2 separate regions of the Arachis hypogaea genome follow, and region 2 is linked to region 1. A link is a contact called in public Hi-C data. All regions are on one chromosome and are shown on one strand. The core of a region is the stretch at or near the end of the contact, and the rest is flanking DNA. Distances in the headings are between cores, read along the strand shown. Region 1 holds the start of LOC112796973. Region 2 holds the start of LOC112796976.

Region 1 (4,941 bases), core at 1,264-3,763:
GCCATTTCCTCTATTAAAAGATAAGTTTAACATGGTTTGACATATTATGAGATGATACAGACTGATATACCTTCAAAGTAACTGACTTCTTAAGCGACAAACTGGAATGAACAAGGTACAAAATTCCTGAAAACAGAAAGAAATGGAGATATTAATGAATTAATCATTTTGGTTCAAGAAATGCAAATGCCTCAAAATCTCGACAAAAATGCCAATCTTAGACTCATTCTGAACCAAATCAAACCTGAATTGGTCAATGCATAAATTGGAAGGCAATCACCAGCTTGTTTACAATTATCATAGCTGCTATTTATCCACACAGAAGAAGCAATATATATACAAGAGCTTCCTTTATGAATAGCAAGATTTGTTGGCTTTTCATGTATCACTATTGATGCTGACCTGCCCTTTGTTCCATTTATTTGTGTACTTCTAGATGATCCAAGTACCCAAAATTTCAAGTGCTTTTCTCCAGCAGTTATGATTAATTTTGCATCCGATGAGAAGCTGACATTTGAGACAGTAGAGCAGGCTGAAGTTGCTTTAACCTTTGTTACTAGCTCACCACTTCGCCACTCCCAAAGGTAAATATACCCCCCAACCGATACCAAATGTTTACCTGCAACAGAATACTATAAAATAAGTAAGAAGCAGTAGGTAATCAAATTAATTAAGAAAATCATATATTTGGCAAAAGTGTAACCAACCATTAGGTGAGAAGCAGATGCATGCGACTCCATATAGATGACCTTTCAGTTCAGAGATAATGGACGAAGTAGAAGAATCCCATATTAGTACTGAGCTCTGGCTTCCTGCCTGCAAGACCTAGTTAGATTCTTGTTGGACGTGGTCTTTCTAAAGAAGCACCACCTTTGTACTAACATTCTCAAATAAACTGGAAGCTATATTTATTCACAGGTCATGAACTGTTTGCGGCGCACTCCTTTGTGTGAACAAGTGACCTTACAAACAGAATACTGCTACCAAGATCAAATTAAAAGAGTTGATTCTCACCTCTCCAGCCGCAACAAAGTGCCCATCTCGTGACATAGCCACACAACTCAAAGGCTTTGGCAATCTATAAGACACCATTAGGTGTGACTGAGTACCTAAGTTCACATCATAAACAACCACTACGGAACCAGCCAAATAAGCACATTTGGAACTCAAGCCACTTGAAGCTAACCCATTGCCGTTTTTTGTCGTCAATCCGATTACCTCCTCCAAACCCAGCTGCAAATAAAGAAATAAGAATAAAAAGAATTCATTTAGAAATTAACTCTTAGTTTTGTAACAATATAAGTAGTCACTAGTCAGCACTACCGAGTACCGAACACGCAAATTATTAATTAGCAGATAATTTTGAACTCAAATTTATCACGAAACAAGGGTTTGAGGTTCTAAAATGATTCCACATTGATTTCTTTTATAAGAAAGATAAAAAATAAATAAATTTGGGGGGAATAAGTTCTACTCAGTCAGCAAACTTAAGGTGAAAGTTTTACTTAGCTCACAGTTTCTCCATCCTCGGGGAACAAACAGTGTTAGAACTCGTGAGCCAGAAAATCACAACTCACATTGCTTTGTTTTTGAGGGGCTTCAAAAATCAAAAAAGAAAAGAAAAGAAAAAAAAAAACCTTGAATGCAGCATCGTGTTTGTTGACTCTGTAAGAGGATTTCATTCTGAGAAGAGAATGAAGGAATCCCTAATCAAGCTAATGGTCGCTTTTTAAGATCATCTTATTAAGCTTCGTGAATCAGAAACACTGAGCAGAGGGAGAGGCGGGAATTTTGCTCAAATCAAAACTAAAATGAAACTGTTGTCTTTTTTTTTTAATTTAAAATTTTAAATGCAGAAAAAATATTTTAAAAGTCACGGATATGGCGTTTGTTTTAAAAATATTTTAAACAGCATTGTTTTGAGAACCAGTCATTAGGCCGATTCGGTTAGGTCTAAAAACCGTCTGAAAAAAATTGGTTAAAAAATTGGTCGAACTGACAGTTAGCCAGTGAACCAGCCAGCTTTTTAAAGGTCTCTCGATTCCGTCATCCTCCCAAAACGGCGCCGTTTTGTGCTTTAGAAAAAAAAAAAATCCAAAACAGCAAAACCCTGAAACTAAAGAATGAAACCAACGCAGCCACACACAGTCACCCATCATCAACTATCCTCTCCTCTGTCCTCTCTCAAACTACACAGCATCAAGTAAACCTAGTCCCCAGCCACCCAGCACTGCAGCCCGCCGCCCGCAGCCACCGCAATCTCTGCCACCACTGCAGCCACGCAGCCCCCGCAGGCCGCAGCCACTGCAGCTCCCGGCAACCCCACAGCCACGCAGCCTCCACCGCCACCGTAGGAAGATCCGTCGCCGTCGTAGGAAGCTGTGTCGCCGTGATTGGAAGCTCCCTCGCCGTCGTTTGGAAGCTCGTTGGCGATCTCCTCTGTTCGAGCTCTCTCTCTCTCTCTCTGTGTTGCCGTTGTGTTTCTGTCACTGCCCTTCCTCCTCTCAGCCGGTGAGTACTGTGATAAATTGAGAACATTAAATATTGAGAATATTAAATGCTGTGTAGTTTGTTAAACACAGTCACTTTGCTGTTCATAATTTTGTTCATTTTTTTTTATTCATACTTGTTCATAAGCACTGATAATATTGAATGCTGTGTAGTTTGTAAATTTTGTTCATAAAATTTTTGTTTGGTGTTCATAATTTTGTTCATATTTGTTCATAAACAATGATAATATTAAATACTGTGTAGTTTGTTAATTTTGTTCATAAAATTTCTATTTGCTGTTCATAATTTTATTCATAATTTTGTTCATAAGCACTGCGATAATTCTGTTGCTGAGTTAATTGACTTAATTCTATTCATAAATTTTTTGTTTGCTGAGTAGTTTTGTAAGCACTGTGATGAAAGTTTGTAAGCTGAGTTAATTTTTTTTGGTAAGCGCGGTGATATTTAGTTAAACCGGTTGAACCAATTAAACTTTAGTTGAACTAGTGAATTTTTGAACTAGTAATTTTTAGGGCTGCACGTGGATAGGATAACATCCGCATATCCGTGGTATTTATCCGCATTCAATCCGAATTTTGCGAATATTATCCGATCTGCAGAGTCATCGGATCGGATTGGATCCGATCCGCACTATGGTAGGATCGGATTGCGGTTTCGGCAACGATATCCGCGGATTCGATCCGCAAATCCGCATATCCGCACATCACATATAAATAGCATAGTTTAAGAAAATAAATCCTAATGTGATATGAATTTTAGTGTGTTATTTTATGAATTTTATGCTATTTTGTTTTTAATTTTTTATATTATATTTCAACTTAGAATAATTAAACTTAAATCTTGTGTTATTATTTTATTTTTGTTATTCCAAAAAACTATTATTGATAATATTTTAGGAGTAAATAAATAAACTTAAACAGATAAAAAATAAATTCTCTGGATATTTTTTTTGTTAAAACAGTCGAATAGAATCTTAAAATAGTTTTTTTTAATTATGCAGATATGCGGATATCGTATCCGATCCTATGAGTGCAGTGCAGATCGGATAGAATTTTAGGCTATATCCGATCCGATTCGATCCATGTGCAGCCCTAGTAATTTTATTGGTTTATTGACTAGTCTGGTTTTCACAATTTTGATAAACAACTTAATTAATTTTTTTTAAAAAAATAGCTTAAACAATAAATATTTATGTTAAAAATAGCTTATAAATAAGTTATTTTGTGTTTATTTGTTTAATTTTAAAAGTGTTTATTTTAAAAAAACGTGATAAAAAAATTTTATTCTAAAAAAGTCTTTTTTTTTTAATTTCTCCATAAACATTTAAATAATTTATTAGAAATCTACAATTTAGTCACTAAAAAAAATCTATAATTTAATTTTAAAAATTACACCAAATATTAATACTATTATTTTTTATAAATTAAAAATTTAAAAAATTAATTTTTAAACATTTCTAAACGGATCCTAAGTCCTCTACTATATAATATGGAGACAATATTGAGTTTAATCTTCAAAATTTTAATTATTTTTATTTAGTCTCTAAATTTTATGAAGTGATTTATGTTAGATTTTAGAACAATTTTTAATACATAAATATTAATGAAACGCTGTTATAAATAATTAAATGGTAGTATGCCACTTGAAATTTAACATCGTTTAGTTTTAGTATTTGGATCGTTCAAAAGTGATATTATTAAAATTTTTCTTTCAAAACAACCTATATGATATTTTGAATTATTTGAATGTCAAAATCAAATCAATATTATTTTACAGATTTTAACTTGGTATTTCGCTATCTATGTTAGCACCATTTAACATTTGTGTGATGTAAATTATTAATACGAGAACTTGTTTGAATGAATTTTTATGAAAAGATTTTCATTTTAGTTATCTTTTTTAATAGATTGTTTTAAAATAATTTTTTTTAAATATTTCATATAAATTTTTTTTATCTATTAATTATATTTAGGTATAATAATATAAAAATATTTTTTGTGTATTTATTATGTAAAAAATATTTTTTTTAAAAATTTCTTTAAAAAAATGTAAATTGTAATTTTCTTTAAAAAAATATTTTTTTATATTTTAATTCTTTTATTTTGTTATTAGAAATTTGTCAATATTAAAAAATTTAAAAATATATTTTTTATTAAATTTTTTTATTAATTTAATGATACTCAAATAAATATTGAGTCATATTTATAAAATTTAAAGACTAAATTAATGCAAATAAAATTTAAGAGATTAAATTAAGATTTATATGTAAGTTTTTTTTTTTTTTGGGTGAGTGATTTATACGTAAGTTTAGTTGACCAAATTAAATGTTAACATGTACACTATCTAAAAAGAATAGAACAAACAAAATTCACACATTCGATAATAACTTGCTACATTCCATTCATAGTTGTAAGAACCGGACCGGAACCG
Region 2 (4,941 bases), core at 1,515-4,014, 140 kb before region 1:
GGTTTGTGTTTTGAATTTCATGGTGGACTATGTGCTTATGAGTCGATACTATCATCACATGGAGTTCGCCGTTGGCATGATATAAGTGTTTTTGTTGAAGGCTTGATGGCCAGCACTGGTTGGGATGAGCTTGTTTATGTTTCGCAGCATGGCACTAATAAAATTTTGTTAGGTCAGAGCACGGCATAGCAATAGTTGAAGGTTGAAATGATTGGTGGTAGGGTTAGTTTTAGAATTTAACATATTTTTTAAATGGAATCAACAAAATTTAACGGTTGAATATTTTTGTTGAACATAATTCTTCTTTTATGAATATAAAGTACATTTAATTTTTTCATAATCAATTTTGTCAGTGTCTGAATCTTTTATAATGAGAAATAGCTATTTACTCAAAATATATATATTTAACATTAGATAAATTTATTAACAAAAGTCGAATATTTTGTAGTTTACCCAAAAGTAAAAGTAATAAAAGGCATAAAACTTGTTGGGCTGATCTGTTTTATTCGCCAGACTAAAAATTTGGAGTGAACACCCAACCCGGTCCCTGTCCTTTTTTTTTATGGACATCACGGCCCTTTTCCAAAAAAAAGGGACATATCGGTCCCTGTCATACTTTTATGAGACATCCTGGTCCTTCCGTCATCTTCCCTGACCAAAACAGACGGAACTTGCCTATGTGTCAGTTAACGTTGTTGAGTTGGAGGTTAATAGTCTGTTAAGTTCTACGTGGCCATTAAGAAATGGACAGGGGTCGATTTGTTCCCCTTTGGAGACCTAAAACTACGTCGTTTTAGTGGTTCTCGCCACGTGCTATTAGGGAATGGTAAGGGGTCGTTTTGTCCCGCTGTAGAAACTAAAAACGACCTCGTTTTTAGTCTTCACTAAAACATAATGGTTTGAAAGTGATTCAACGCTGCTAATCTCTCACTCTTCTCCCAACCCAAATACAAACTCTATGAGACCATGATTGGTAATAGAGAGCATTGTTCATCATCAAACCCACGAAGCAGAGACGATTCAAGCTGGGGCCTAAATTCTGGTGGGAGTGCTAGAGCTCCGAGGAAGAAGAAATGGGTTGCCCCAATTTGTTATTGTGGTTCTCATGCAATATTGTTCATGTCAGGGACGGTGAAGAATCCAGACAGATTATTCTTCCGCTGCCCAAAATTCAAGGTAGTTTTTGAGGGTTTGGCTAATTTTTTGTTTTCAATTTCTATCCCACAGATGATAACAAATGTTAAACTTTTTTGTAGACTGAAAAATGGCATTGCAACTTCTTTTCATGGCTAGATGATTATGTATCTTCATGTGGAGAGGATGCTAACAAGGCTGTCTTATTTGGGGCATCAAAGCAGAAGCAGAATCGATTAGAAGGCCATGGTTATAAGGTGGATAACAAAGTTAATGAGTTGGAGAAAAGATTAATTGGTTTGGAGGATCAGTTAGATTACTGCAGACTGAAAATGGGTGAAAGTAGATGTATTAGGTATGGGTTTGATTTGTTAGCATTTTTGAGTGGGGTTGTAATTGCAAGCTTGTTTAGAGCAAGTGTGTAGGAATTTGATAGCTGAATTTTGGTATTTCACTGAGTTGAGTTGTGAACAACACTTTTGATGATGAATGAAGCAGAAATTATTGTGTTGAATTTGTAAAATTTGAACCATAGCCTGTGATGAATATGTTAAATCTCATCCATATATTGATAGATAATGACATATATGTCATGACATAAATTTAACAAATATGCATGCTAGCTAAGTAGCACTAAGTATCTACAGTCAAAGAAAGATCCATGTTAATATATTGATAATTAAGGAACAGTACAGTTGTTGAAACAACTTAACACATAATATGCCATTCAAAATATGGGCAGCAACATGGCCCTGAGTCAGATAACCAAAATATAAGGATCTCAACCAAAAGCCCTATGCCTAAAACCAATAGTAGTAAGTAGCAAAACATAGAAGTTTTTTTGAAGCAAAACATGTGTCCTAAAAGCTTGTAGCCAAGATACAAAACAGCAACGAAAGGTACTCCAAGTTCACATCTTTTTTGGTTTCTACAGCGGGACAGAACGACCCCTTACCATTCCTTAATAGCATGTGGAGAGAACCTCTAAAACGACGTAGTTTTAGGTATCCAAAGGGGGATAAATCGACCCATGTCCATTTACTAATGGCCACGTGGAACTTAACAGACTATTAACCTCCAACTCAGCAACGTTAACTGACACGTAGACAAGTTCCGTCTGTTTTGGTCAGGGAAGATGACGGAAGGACCGGGATGTCTCACAAAAATATGGGACAAGGATCGATATGTCCCTTTTTTTTTTACAAGGACCGTGATGTCCATCGAGAAAAAGGATAGGGACCGGGTTGGGTGTTCACTCAAAAATTTGAGAGTCCTCTACTTCATCTGCTTTAAAAGGGTGTGACTCCTCATAACTGCAAATTCAGTCGTCGCCGGCTCCAATCCTTACTCAACTCTGTTTAAGAAGTCCTTATCTCCCTTTTTGTATCAAAACCTTCCATTGGACAACTTCTTTGTTCACATCAAAGGCCACCATCAGTGAATGTGATTAATTTGTTCTGTAATTTTTCAATAACTATTGTGATTTAAAAGAATAAAAAAACACAGTTAAATTTAAAAAAAAAAAAAACTCTATCTCTAATTATCAAATTCGGTTCGATCCGATTGGTTTGATCGAAAATCCTGTCGGCCCGGATTAATCAAAACCCAGACCTTTAACCGGACCGGGTCATGCTTTTGCTTTCGTTTGAAAGTTGAAACGGCGTCATTTCTTGTGATGCCCTAGTCTGTCGGATCACCCAGCCCTTAACGTCTCTCTTCTCTGGACTCCTGGTGTCTCTTTCTCGTCGCTCTCTCCCTCAACCTCAAGCTCTCTCACCTCCGATCTCTGACTTCTCTCTCGGTCTCGCACTCACTGTCTCGGACCGAGGCTCGTCGTCGCGCTCTGTGTCGTCACTGTATCGAACTCTGTCCCCGCCTTCCACCTTCCTGCGCTCGCTTCGCCGGCGGCAGAAGAAGACGGAACCAGCATCTGGTCCCTCGGGTGGTGGTCATTGTCGTCTTCTTGCTTCGGGCCATCAGTTCAGCTGGTCAGCTTCCTTCACCGTCACCGTCTCGCTCCCAGTCGCGCCCCTTCCCCGCGATCGTCGTCGCCGCGGCAGAAGCAGCAAGTCCCGGGCAGGTCGTCGTCGTCGCTATCTGTCTCGTCACCGTCGTACTCCGACGCGCGCCTTCCCTGCGCTTGTTGTCGCCGGCAGCAGAGGCAGCAGGTCCCGGTGTGCTAGTCTTCGTTGTCGTCTTCTTGCTTCGAGCCTCGCCTTCAGCTTCCTTCGCTCAACCCGATTTGGTGTGTTCCAACAAATTCCCCCTTTCTTTCTGTTTCAGTTTTGTTGCTGTAATTCATCACTGCACTTTGATTTTGTTGCTGAAAGTTGAATGTGTTGAGAACCTTGAATTTGTTGCTGTCTTGTTGAAATAATCAATTAGCTTAAATTTGTTCATTGCTGAATGAATTTGTTGTTCATTGAACGTTGAATAATCACTTAGTTAAATTTTTTTGTTGCTGAAAATCATCACTGAGTTGAATTTGTTACTGATTATCATCATTGAAGATTGAAGCTATTGTTGTCTCTGAAATAATCACTTATCTAAAGTTTTTGTTGCTGTAAATCTGTAAATCATCTTCTGAGCTAAATCTTTAGTTGCTGAAAATTATTATAGTTGAATTTGTTGTTGAAAATGAGGTTCATCTTCTTTGCAACTAAGAATAAAATTGTTCTGTTAAATTGTTGTTTCCATGCTTTCTGTTTGTATTATTATGGATTATTCTTGGTATTGATTTGTGAAAAATACACAAATGTAGCTATAGATGCAATCCAAATGAAAGAAATGTTGGTCAAGCTTCAAATTTTTCCTAAGATATAGATGCCAACTTTCTTATTATTCCTTGGATTTGATTTACTGATTGTGTTATCTTTTGTTCTCTCTTGTTCATTTAAATTGAGAAAGTATTTTGTACTGGTGACTAGTATATTATCTCTTTTTGCATCATTAGTTATGTCTAAGAATTGATACTTGATTGTTATTAATATGTTTGTGAAGACATGCATTTTAAATTTTAACTTTTGAAGTTAATTTTATTTTTATAATTATATTTTTATTTAATTATGACCGGATCAATCAGGTAAATTACTGACCCACCGGTTGAACCAGTGATCCGGTGACCTAGTCATATGACCGGGTCAATTACCGGTTTAGTTTTGATAACTATGGCTTTTATCTTGCCATTACCATTACAGATTTACAGTTGCTTGAACATACACTGATCTGGACTCTTCCTTGCTGACTTTTGTGAGATATCAGTCGTTTGATATGTATTTGACATTTGATTGTTTGAGAACAATCAGAAGATATTTTACAGTTTAATGGGAGCGACTTCTGGTGGCTGAATTTTGTATGCAGTTATGTAATGGTTCTTTGGTAGTGGAAGGAAATAAGCAATTGATCATTAGTTTCATATCTACAGGAACAACAAATTCGATAGATGCGAGAATAGCTTGATAGAAGGATGGAATTTTGCTTCCTAAGGATTTTAAAGCTCACTATGAAAGTACTCGTGATGTTATTGCTATTTCTGGGCAATATCAAGAACTCTACAGCATATTTTTCATCGTCTTCTGAGGCTACCATGCATACTAATAATTGGGCTGTTCTGGTCTGCACATCACGCTTCTGGTAAATCAAGGCTTCATCTTTACTTTATCCAAATTCCTTTTGAACAATGGTATGTTACTGTTTTATAAGCTTCAAAGCTTCCTGATTCTAATTATATGAATATTAATAAAAGCATTTTATAGCTACCTAATGTTTCATGTTAGTTTTCTCTAGTTTCTTTGCTAAGCATCTTAG

Evidence for each region. Hi-C and Micro-C count contacts between places; a contact is called where the count stands out from the background.
Region 2: a contact with region 1 is called in a Hi-C map of leaf, with 4 times the contacts expected there. The contact joins the promoter of LOC112796976 here to the promoter of LOC112796973 in region 1. A contact is called at or near these places in 3 of 8 Hi-C or Micro-C datasets (all in leaf).

The regions. Positions count from the first base shown.
Region 1 is chr4:91,518,695-91,523,635 of arahy.Tifrunner.gnm2.J5K5, reverse strand. It overlaps LOC112796973, which reads right to left and starts at 2,513. Exons shown (of 21, transcript XR_011881230.1): 1 at 1,638-2,513; 2 at 1,015-1,233; 3 at 708-816; 4 at 245-619; 5 at 71-126. It overlaps LOC112796974 (a long non-coding RNA gene), which reads left to right and starts at 2,135. Exons shown (of 2, transcript XR_003199533.3): 1 at 2,135-2,511; 2 at 3,512-3,712.
Region 2 is chr4:91,657,993-91,662,933 of arahy.Tifrunner.gnm2.J5K5, reverse strand. It overlaps LOC112796976, which reads left to right and starts at 2,764. Exons shown (of 11, transcript XM_025839684.3): 1 at 2,764-3,379; 2 at 4,559-4,767. The coding sequence starts at 4,601. It also overlaps the pseudogene LOC112795033.